Linked DNA regions of Drosophila melanogaster: region 2 is linked to region 1. A link is a contact called in public Hi-C data. All regions are on one chromosome and are shown on one strand. The core of a region is the stretch at or near the end of the contact, and the rest is flanking DNA. Distances in the headings are between cores, read along the strand shown.

Region 1 (4,903 bases), core at 641-3,140:
CCAACCAGCCTTCGTTCAGTGAAGGGCAAGCGGGACCTTCCTCTTAAAATTGATACAGTTTGTCAAGAAACTGTTTACACACTGTGAAATAAGTTGAATTTTTGACTTTAAAGCTAAAAATTAAAGGTTTTTTGCTTAATTAAACGCATTTTTTTTATAAAATATAATTAAACAATATTTATTTTACTTATAAATCAAAAAACAAATTAAAAATATTAAATATACAAGAAAAAAAACAACAAATTCCAAGTTTAAACACTTTTGAGACTGTCAAGAAACTCTTTACACAAAACACTAAATCGATGTTTAATCCTAAATTTTTAAATTATTTTATTAAAATTTTAAAAGTTTTGGTATGTAGTATGTTCCCCATTGGCTTTAGCTACAAGTTGAAGCCCTTTTTTCATGGAATGGACAAGTTTTTGCAGGTCATATTCAAACGGGATCTTTTCACACTCTTCGACTATTACAGTCATAAGCTGTTGTCGTGTTTTAGGTCCCTTTTTGCCACCTTCTTCTTTAAGTAGGTCCACAAATTTTAAATGGGGTTCAGATCAGGACTCTGAGGGGGCGTATCGATCACTTTACCACAGTTATAAGGGCGCCAGGTGCGTACATTGCACTCTTTATGTTTCTGATCATGTCCTCTTAAAATATAAAATTTGGCTTGTTGTTGCTAACTAGACCAAATTTTTCTGCACCGGCCTTCAAATTTGTTTTTTAAGATTCCTAGATATTGCACGGCATTTATTGTGCTCTAAATTAAGGCTAGTTTTCCCACTCCATGGCTGGTGATACAGCCACAAACCATCAGTGACATTTTTCCAAATTTTATCGTTGGAATGATATTTTGTTTTTCTAGCGCACTCAGCGGTTTGCGCCATACTCTGCTTGGCCCGTCGTTATAAAAGAGCATAATTTTTGTTTCGTCACCAAATATGACGTCATCCCAGTACTCTTCTGGATGATCCACCTTGTTCACAGCGAATTAATGACGCTTTTCCATATTGGCATCTGATAGCAAAGGATTTTTCCTCGCAACTCTTGAAGAGTATCTATGGCGTAGGATGACTTGGCGCACAGTTTCGTGTGACACAGTTAGGTGACACTCTTGCCTGATATCCAGAGCAAGTGATCTGACCGGGGGTTCGCAATCTCTATTCGCATAATAAAGCGGTCTACACGCTTTTTAATTTTAATTTTCCGCCCACCACCACTCTTAGGTTCAAGCCTGTCCTCTTTTTCCGAGCCTTTTAAAAAATAGTAGACGGTCTTACGGGATACAGAAAACATTTATACTTATTCTGGAAAAGATTTTCCCAACTGGTGGTTATAGTTTATTAATTGGGTAACTTCAAAGTTTATCTCTTTCCAGGCATTTTATTAAATTTAATAATTCGCTTTAAGCACGTTTGATCAGCAAAATTTCACAAGCAAGATTGAGTAGTAGAATGTAACCGACATTTTGTTATTGATCCGTTATGTTAAGAATGAGCAGCGAGCAATGAAATTCACGGAAAGCGTTCCGTTATTGAGTGGGCATCATTTGTGTGGCTGTTGTTGTTGTTGTATAGTTTCTGGAAACGAAGTAAGGATGAAATAATTGAGTGAAGGTGAGGAATAGAAGAAAAGCATCGCGAAGGCGACGCTTGAGTAAATTAGTCTGCTTAGAACGACAGAAGAAACAACACGCAGGCGACTTGATGTGCTGGACAATATGGACGCTGAAGTAAATGAAAAGTCGCGCTTGGCATCTCCGACATATTCAAATTTGAATAGTATTTGATTAACTAACGCTAGCCACCGGTTTTACATCGATAAAACGATAGGCCACGCACGACCGCACCGATAGCTCCAAAAGCCATCAACCCCCACCCGCACTATCGATAGGCCCTTTTCTTGCATCCCTAAAACATACGCGCAGCGTGGCTGAATAGAAATTATTGCGGAAATTTTCCTTGCAAATCTTGGCCACCGAAAATTACCATGTCGGCTCTCAATCTGACCGTGCGCGTGCACCCGGTGGTGCTTTTCCAGGTGGTGGACGCCTTCGAGCGGCGGAACGCGGACTCGCACCGCGTCATCGGCACCCTGCTCGGCTCTGTGGACAAAGGTGTGGTGGAGGTTACCAACTGTTTCTGTGTGCCGCACAAGGAGCACGATGACCAGGTGGAGGCAGAGCTGAGCTACGCCCTGGACATGTACGACCTCAACCGCAAGGTGAACTCCAACGAGAGCGTGGTAGGCTGGTGGGCCACCGGCAACGACGTTACCAACCACAGCTCGGTGATCCACGAGTATTACGCCCGCGAATGCAACAACCCGGTTCACCTCACCGTGGACACTTCGCTGCAGGGCGGACGTATGGGTCTGCGTGCTTATGTCTGCATTCAACTAGGAGTTCCCGGCGGCAAGAGCGGCTGCATGTTCACGCCCATTCCTGTCGAGCTGACCAGCTACGAGCCGGAGACATTTGGGCTCAAGCTGCTTCAGAAGACCGTAGGCGTTTCGCCCGCTCACCGTCCCAAGACCGTTCCGCCAATGCTGGACCTGGCCCAAATCTCGGAGGCCTCCACGAAGCTGCAGTCCCTGCTGGATCTTATTCTCAAGTACGTTGACGACGTGATCGCTCACAAGGTAACCCCCGACAACGCCGTCGGACGCCAGCTGCTAGACCTTATCCACTCCGTGCCGCACATGACCCACGAGCAGTTCACTCAGATGTTCAACGCCAACGTACGCAACCTTCTGCTGGTCATCACGCTCTCCCAGCTCATCAAAACCCAGCTGCAGCTTAACGAAAAGCTCACCTTCCTGCCCACCGCCTAGAACGACGGCGTTTGTTGAAGTGGTAATATCTACTAAGGGTGGCATTGTAAACTGATTGTGTTTTTTATCAATGGGGGTCTACGTAATAAAGTGCTCTGATCGCCAAAAAAAAAAACCAAAACTTGTATCGATTACTCTGGTCAGAATGACATTCCATACTAAAGAAAATATATATGGGATTATCTTTTTTATAACTCAATTGAAGAATCAGCATGAATCCTGTGACACCTACACTAAACGACCATGTGGCGTTTGTAGGAGCATTCGAATCTACTGAAGACTCTTAAACACAACAGTATTCATCACCAGGAACAAAATAAATGCATGTGCAACTGAAAATTTAGCACCCAACTGCTAAAACAAAATGTTGTGTTTCAGTCTTTGGTGAGCTTCACTATTCTATAGGGTTTCAGGGAGTCGCATCGGTGCTGGGTTTATTGTAAGAATAGTAATATTTATATTCTTTAATATCAAACTTTGATGATCGTACCTTCGGCACACAAAAGTTATAATATCAAATTTTGTGACGAAATATGACAACACATTCTATTAAAAACTAGTTTCTTACATTTTATAACCAGCACCTCGTTGCATCATATGCGTTACTTAACTTTCAATTGTTTGGTAGCACCAGGATAAACTTGAGCTACGCCTACACTTTTCTGTGCAATCTGCATCCTTAATCTTCTAGCATTTATAGTTCATGAGATCTTGACGTTCATGCGGACAAACATGGCCAGATCGACTGCGCTGATTCTTGATCCTGGTGAAGAATAAAAGGTACTCTAAAGAGCATAAAAAAACACACTTTTCATATGAAAGAAGGACACAAAGGGGCTCCAAGATTTCCCCGTATGCCTTAATATATAAATTAATTAAAAAAAAAACTTTTCATATGAAAGTTTGTGTGGCCAATTTAAATATATTCGTAATGCATACTTTTGGGCGAAATTTAAATCTCAGAATGCGGAAGTTTTTTTTTTAAATCAATAACATTAGTTACAGTGTTACATTAGCAGATACTGGTTCCTCCCAAAAATTTATGAACTCAGTTGTAAGTTTTTATTAAGCATGTCGAATTGACATCCACTTTGTTAGCATATTTGTCGGAAATGCGACAGGACAGGTAAGTTATACATTTTAGAACAATTTAATTAACAATGATAAGTTCAGAAACGTAAAATGATTGTTTCATCATTGAAGGACTGTATCTCCTAGTCATTGAAGTATTACCACCAACATACCATACACCTTTTAACTTTAAGCGTTCTGCAGATCAAAATATGAAATAGTTCTTCATTGAAATAGTTTATTAAAAAACTAAACTATATCTTCTTTGATGTATTTATACAGAAAAATTATTCATATACCGATCATGTTTAAAAATTAATCATACAATCCAAGATGTGTATATAATATACAAATTTTCAACTTTATGCGAAATTACAATAAATAAAAATAAGGGATATAAGAAATGAAATCTTTCGCGATATATGCTCACCTCATGCAAGTTTAAGGGTATGTATATAATAATTATGTTAGTGAGTTGCGTGTGGATGGGTGTTTGTATATAGTTTTTTTTAGGTACATTGGATGCGTCGTTAGGTATTTTAAGTGGGCTGTAGCGGGTACAAAAAGTTAGAAACTAACTAATTTAAAAGCGAATTTTCGGATAGAAATAGTAGATTGTGTAGATGTGTAGAGTAGAGGTGTAAATATAAATTCAAAACAATTTCAAAATTTTAACACTTCGTTTAAAGTTAATCCTTTTTTTGGTTTTTTTTTTAAGTTTCAACACACATTACTTTGTTACAATGTTAGAGAGCTTGGCATTTAAACATGTAAAATGTATAGAGTTTGATTTATAACATGTAGAATGCGTTGTATAAAACTTTTAAATCCGAGTTAAAACATTACATAATTTCGTAGGGAAGCATATTAAAGCGATTAACACTAATCTGAAACGTTTTGGATTTGACTTTGTTCTCAACATATGTAGATATATGTATTGTATATATGTGAACGTACGAATTATCATCTCTATTTAATATCTATGTATTACTAGTACAACAAC
Region 2 (5,319 bases), core at 2,564-5,063, 250 kb before region 1:
CATTTGAATATTTCGAACCCGAGTCAACCATATTAAATTCATTCCTTTAAATACCTTTTCATTCAATCTCATTGCATCCAAATATATTCCTGTTGATAATTGTGTGTACATTTCCTTTGACACATCTATTAACGCGATACAATTACTATACAATTTACAGATAAAAATTATAAAATTCATAAAATTAAATTGTTCTGATGCGCCTTTTGATTTATTTAATTAAATAATTAATAATAAAATTTAGTTAGTTTAGTTTTGCATATAGCAAAAGTAATAAATTTGTATCCGCCTAAAGGGTGAATGATCCCTTAAACATCAAGTTTGAATTTCTATACCTTTCATATTTTTATTTAAATAAGGGCATATGTTTGGTATTAGCTAACAAATTGCGTATTCGCAATATCAAAAACTAGAACACTATGACCTTTTTTCCAATTTTTTTTGTATATAATGATGTTTTCTAACTATGCAGATGATACAGCTGAAGCACAAAACCCTAAAATTAGTGTATGGTAAATCTAATCCGCATACTAAGATATCAACCAAATTTGAACTTCCTTAGATAGCCGTCAGCACATTATAACCAATTTTCTTGAGCAAATATTCCAATTTACGGGTAGAGTCATGTGTACTATTACATGACATGACGACTGGATAGTTGATTTTTGTATATGCAAAGATTTCCCATGTTACGGCGTTGTAAAATTGATAAAAATGGAAGAAAAGTATTCTCCATCGTAAATTTCTATATGTACATATTCAAGAATTTTTTATTGATTTCACAGGGTGAATACGACTCTACGCAATGCAAATAATAATAATTGATGATTAAACTTATGAGTTTTATTATCATCGGAATCTAGGACATTATTGACCCAGACAAATGCGCAGAGTTTACACCATATACATGTACAATTTAATACTTGGTTCATAGCATTGGAGTGTAATTTAGAGTTAAATACATATATATACATAAGACTAACGAACTACAATCTAAGGGATTAAGGCCTAGTCCACGTAGAATTGCTCTACAGGAACATTCTTCAGGAGCTGGTTGGCGAGTTTGCCGAACTCGCTAGCCAATTTTTTCTGCAATTGAGCCTGCATAGCCTCCAAAACGACTTGAGAGTTTTCCCGCAGAAACAGATTGGTGGCCTCCACTGTGAAATAAGAAACGATATTGAAATCTCACATTTTGGCAGGGAATTAAGGGGACACTTACGCAGAATTCGATTGTTGTTGAAGGCACCTGAGATGCTCATTTTCACATCCTTCACATCCAGAACCAAGCTGAGAGCATCGATGTGGAGGTAGTTAGCGCCCTTGAAGGCGTGAATGGATGTCTTTCCTGTGAGATCGGCACTCACACCCTCGAAGTTAGCATGGAAGTCCCCACCTCCGGAGGCGGGCAGGATCAGCAGGACCCCGGAGCTCGTGTATTTAGCCTCAATCTTTAGCTTGGGCATCACGATCTTCGCCTTGAAGGGCTCGCTTCCTTCGCTCAGTTTCAGGGATGTCACCTTGAAGTTGCTGGCCCCGAAGGCCTCCATGTTCTTCAGCGTGATCTTATACCCCTGGGGACCCTCTGTTAACTGCAGGGCAAGGGTGTCCATCTTAAAGGGCTCCACAGAGGGCAGCTGCCAAGGGACGAGACAGTGGGATTAAACGCGTATTGCAAACATTTTAACGTTTTAATTTGGGCTTTGACCTGAGTGTGCAATTATCATAAATTCATCATATCATGTGATTCGGTAATGGCTTTCGGTGGGATTCACCCTTACAACAAAGTTTGTTTAGGAGAAAATAAATTGACAATCTGCCTAATGACCTTCAAAGGGGTTCATTTTGTGTTCATTGTTGCACCACTGTGCGGAAAGTGAACGTCGGATTTTTCCTGCGAAAACACTCATTATGCAAGTGCGAAACTCACAATGACTTTCATTCGAGCTGCTCTTACGCAACTCAAAACAAGTTTTCAAAGAAATCACCTCTGGCACTCATAGGAGAAAAGTCACTCACCTGAATATCAGGAATGCCATTGGCCAAATATGGCTTTAGGTGTTCAATAGCTCCGATAAAGCAGTCCACCAATTTCGGGTCGTTCCTATGACATTGTTTAATATAGGGCGCTGTAAAAAATAATGCGAAAATTTGTAGTTGGTTATAATCATAGGGCATAAGTCGTCACCCCTAAAAGTTCTAATTTATGAGTCCAAAAAACAAACAAATAGATTTGGTTTGCTAGTTCTCACGGCTTTAGCAATCTGGAAATTAGCAAACAAGATGGTAGGAGGTGATAAAAACAAATAAAAAAATATCAAATATTCATTGATTTGTTAATGTTTTTCAGCGCAGCCGGAAGAAAACACTCAGAATTGCCAACAAAACGGAAGATCAACACCATCCGCCGATTCAATTCCTGTAAAGTTCATCGACTCTGCAGAGACTCTGCTCAGTGCAATCGCGATGCCGCAGTGACCTCCAAATCCGATCGAGATCAAAATCAAGATCTCGAGTCGGCTTAGTTTCGATGGCAAGGCTGCCACGGAGTGCACGTCTAGAACCTGTTGTGGCCGCAATTCTGTGGCACATGACACACATTCGCGGCCAGAGCGACTATTATTTATGTATAGCTGGTTTATCATTAACGCGGACTTGGTGCCTGGGCAGTTTCATTAGCGCCATTCGATGGCAAGGCGAGCTGCAGCGGCAGCGATTAAGATTTCAAGTTGAAGGCTGACCAACGGCCACGGCGAGTCGTTAATTAAGTATGGATTTGGTTCACAGTCCGCATTTTGAGCGCTTACATTTGTGAGCTCAGCGTGTTTCGAGTGCGATGCGGAAGCAAACTTCGGCTAAAACTCATCGGCTGAAATGCCGGCCGTTTGTCCCCCTTTTGTTTTGTTTCTTGCATTTGCCTAACAAAACCATGTCGCCTCACGCAATTAACATCCCGTCGAGTGCTTTGGTGGAGGGGGGGGGGGGAGGAGAGAGAAAGAGAGAAAAGGCTGTAAACTTGACATTTGACATATTCCAAAAGATGTGATGGCATTTCGCAAACGCTCCACAGCAAGTGTGAGAAGCGAACGAAAGTGCTAATTCCACTTTATACGAGTAGAATGCGCCCACAACTAAGCCCTCTTGGCAATTTATGAGTTCGACAAAAATCCTGGCGATCAGTTTAATACGCAATAAATTAGGTAAGTAATATACGCCTGTGTATATTTAAGTAGAGACTCTTGTTAATATAAAGACACAAATCGAACCAGAGAATTTGTAAAAAATCTGAGGCTTATTCAATGAGCCATGGGTCGCCGAACTACGCCGAAAAGCTACGTTTTTCAGGTCACCAACAACAATTTGCATTTTTAAATATTCTCCCAAAACAATTTGTAATCATCTGGCTCAGTAATTTGTTGTATTTACTGCACTTCGTTAGTTCAGACTATTAGTCATTCATCTTCAAGCTAATAACAATAGATCAAAGTCTCCTTCCATTAACAGGCCAATCATGGCAGCACTATTATTCAGCGGATTCTAATTGGCAGTACTAATCTTTTCACTAATCATTTTCTTCACCACCACCGACCGCTTAAGAGAGACAACTTACGGGTCTCGGCCTGCACCATCCGCAATGCTTGGATCACGATTACTAGGCACACCGCTTTATTCATTTCACTCAAGAACAACTTCCGGATATGAATCTCAATCTGCAGCAGCACGCAACGAAGTCGGAATCTGAAGCTATCAACTTTCTGCGGGTGGAGTGCTCGAACGTCCGTCGATGCGAAGCTGAGAACTTAAACTGCGAGCTGCTTGCCGGTCGATAGCCGATTTTAAAGCCCCAAAGCTGCTGATCGCAGATGGCAGATCGCAGAAACGAGATGCAAACCAAGCCGATCTCCATCCCGCCGTCGACGTCGGCAGAGAACTTAGAGTCTGCCGATCTGGGCAGATACATATATATCTATATATGTATATAGATATGTATATATAGAGTTGGAATCTGCATGGGCTACTGACTGACTGACTGACCGAATGTAAAGCTGTCTTCTTGGCTTCTGTGCAAGATTTTGGTTTGTTTGCCCACTTGTCGAGTGGCATAAAAGCAATTAGGCAACTCTATTTTCGCAACCGCCTGCCTGCAGAGGTGCAGATAAACTGCACATTTGGTCAACCTTCGGCCGTGCGAACCCTGATCGCGGCTTGCGAAAGAAATGGATAACTTCTAATTGCTCGTGAGCAGAACCCATTCGAAATGAAATATTCGCGGAGCAAACCTATTTATCTTTTAAGCCATAAAACGCATCAAGCGAGTCGCTTCCTTTTATTCCAATAACCTTGGGATACATTGAATTCGAGTCTTCTTAAAACCGTAACGAGGCGAGCCGCGTTTACCTGTTTTCGTGAAAATGTCTCCGTCGCTAATTAAAAATGTGTGTGGCGCTTTAATTGTCCATTAGAGTGAGATAATAGTTGTGTGCTTATACGGCGAGAACAGAAATTAGATAGCCCTGACTCTTGGAATACCCTGTTCAGCGTAATACCCCTCAATTTGAAATCTATATCAGGGAGAAAAATGTCCAATACTCGGACTTCTTTTAGCCAGAGCTCTTAATTATAGAATTCTTATCCATTCTTTCATGTTTGCCGACTAATATCATTCAGTGTGTAAATTGAACTCACAGCCCAAGTGATTGGTTGTTTACCTCCCCCCAGCCAACTACCCACTGACTAAGCTTGCAATGTTCCCCTAGACTTGTAGAATGTTTGCTTATAAGCAGTGGATTTAAATGCACAGTTCAGATGGAGAACTAAAAATACTATTACCTGTTGTTCATCGAATCACTTTCCTCGCGCCTAATATGAATTATTTATGGGCTACTCAACTGAACGGGTTCCAACATAGATCCACTGAGTTCTAAATGAAAGTTCACCAGGAAGAGCAACCTACTGGGATTTGTTAACAAGCCAGACAGTTGGCAACCAGCTTACTAATCATACTCATCCATATTTTTTCTCTGTGTGCCAGGTACTTAGGTTTGCGGAGAACTATGGCACCATACTTTGCCCTGCGATCGGAACATACTGAACTCTTAAACTGTTTACAATGGCCCTGAACACAAACAAATAGAGTAATGGGGAAGTATCGGGGAACTCGATGGGAAGTCTTATTTGTCATACAAAGGCCTCTGCGCCGATTCTAAAGCCCGTTGTCACGTCTATGTAGCTCTGAATGCGGGTAGAGGTGGTTATAAATACATCTCAATGTGTAAATGTGTCTTCACAAAAGACGGCTGCGAATAATGACAGCGCTTA

Evidence for each region. Hi-C and Micro-C count contacts between places; a contact is called where the count stands out from the background.
Region 2: a Hi-C map of the Kc167 cell line shows a contact between it and region 1, with 2.0 times the contacts expected there. A contact is called at or near these places in 1 of 107 Hi-C or Micro-C datasets (the Kc167 cell line) and 1 of 7 datasets of targeted methods (the Kc167 cell line).

What each region holds. Positions count from the first base shown.
Region 1 is chr3R:4,711,169-4,716,071 of dm6, reverse strand. It overlaps eIF3f1 (eukaryotic translation initiation factor 3 subunit f1), which reads left to right and starts at 1,890. Exons shown (of 1, transcript NM_141232.3): 1 at 1,890-3,190. The coding sequence starts at 1,987. The coding sequence ends at 2,829. smash (smallish) reads right to left here. Exons shown (of 14, transcript NM_001259984.2): 14 at 3,879-4,903.
Region 2 is chr3R:4,963,939-4,969,257 of dm6, reverse strand. It overlaps Jhbp1 (Juvenile hormone binding protein 1), which reads right to left and starts at 3,813. Exons shown (of 4, transcript NM_141252.3): 1 at 3,611-3,813; 2 at 2,020-2,129; 3 at 1,223-1,637; 4 at 773-1,160. The coding sequence starts at 3,674. The coding sequence ends at 1,009.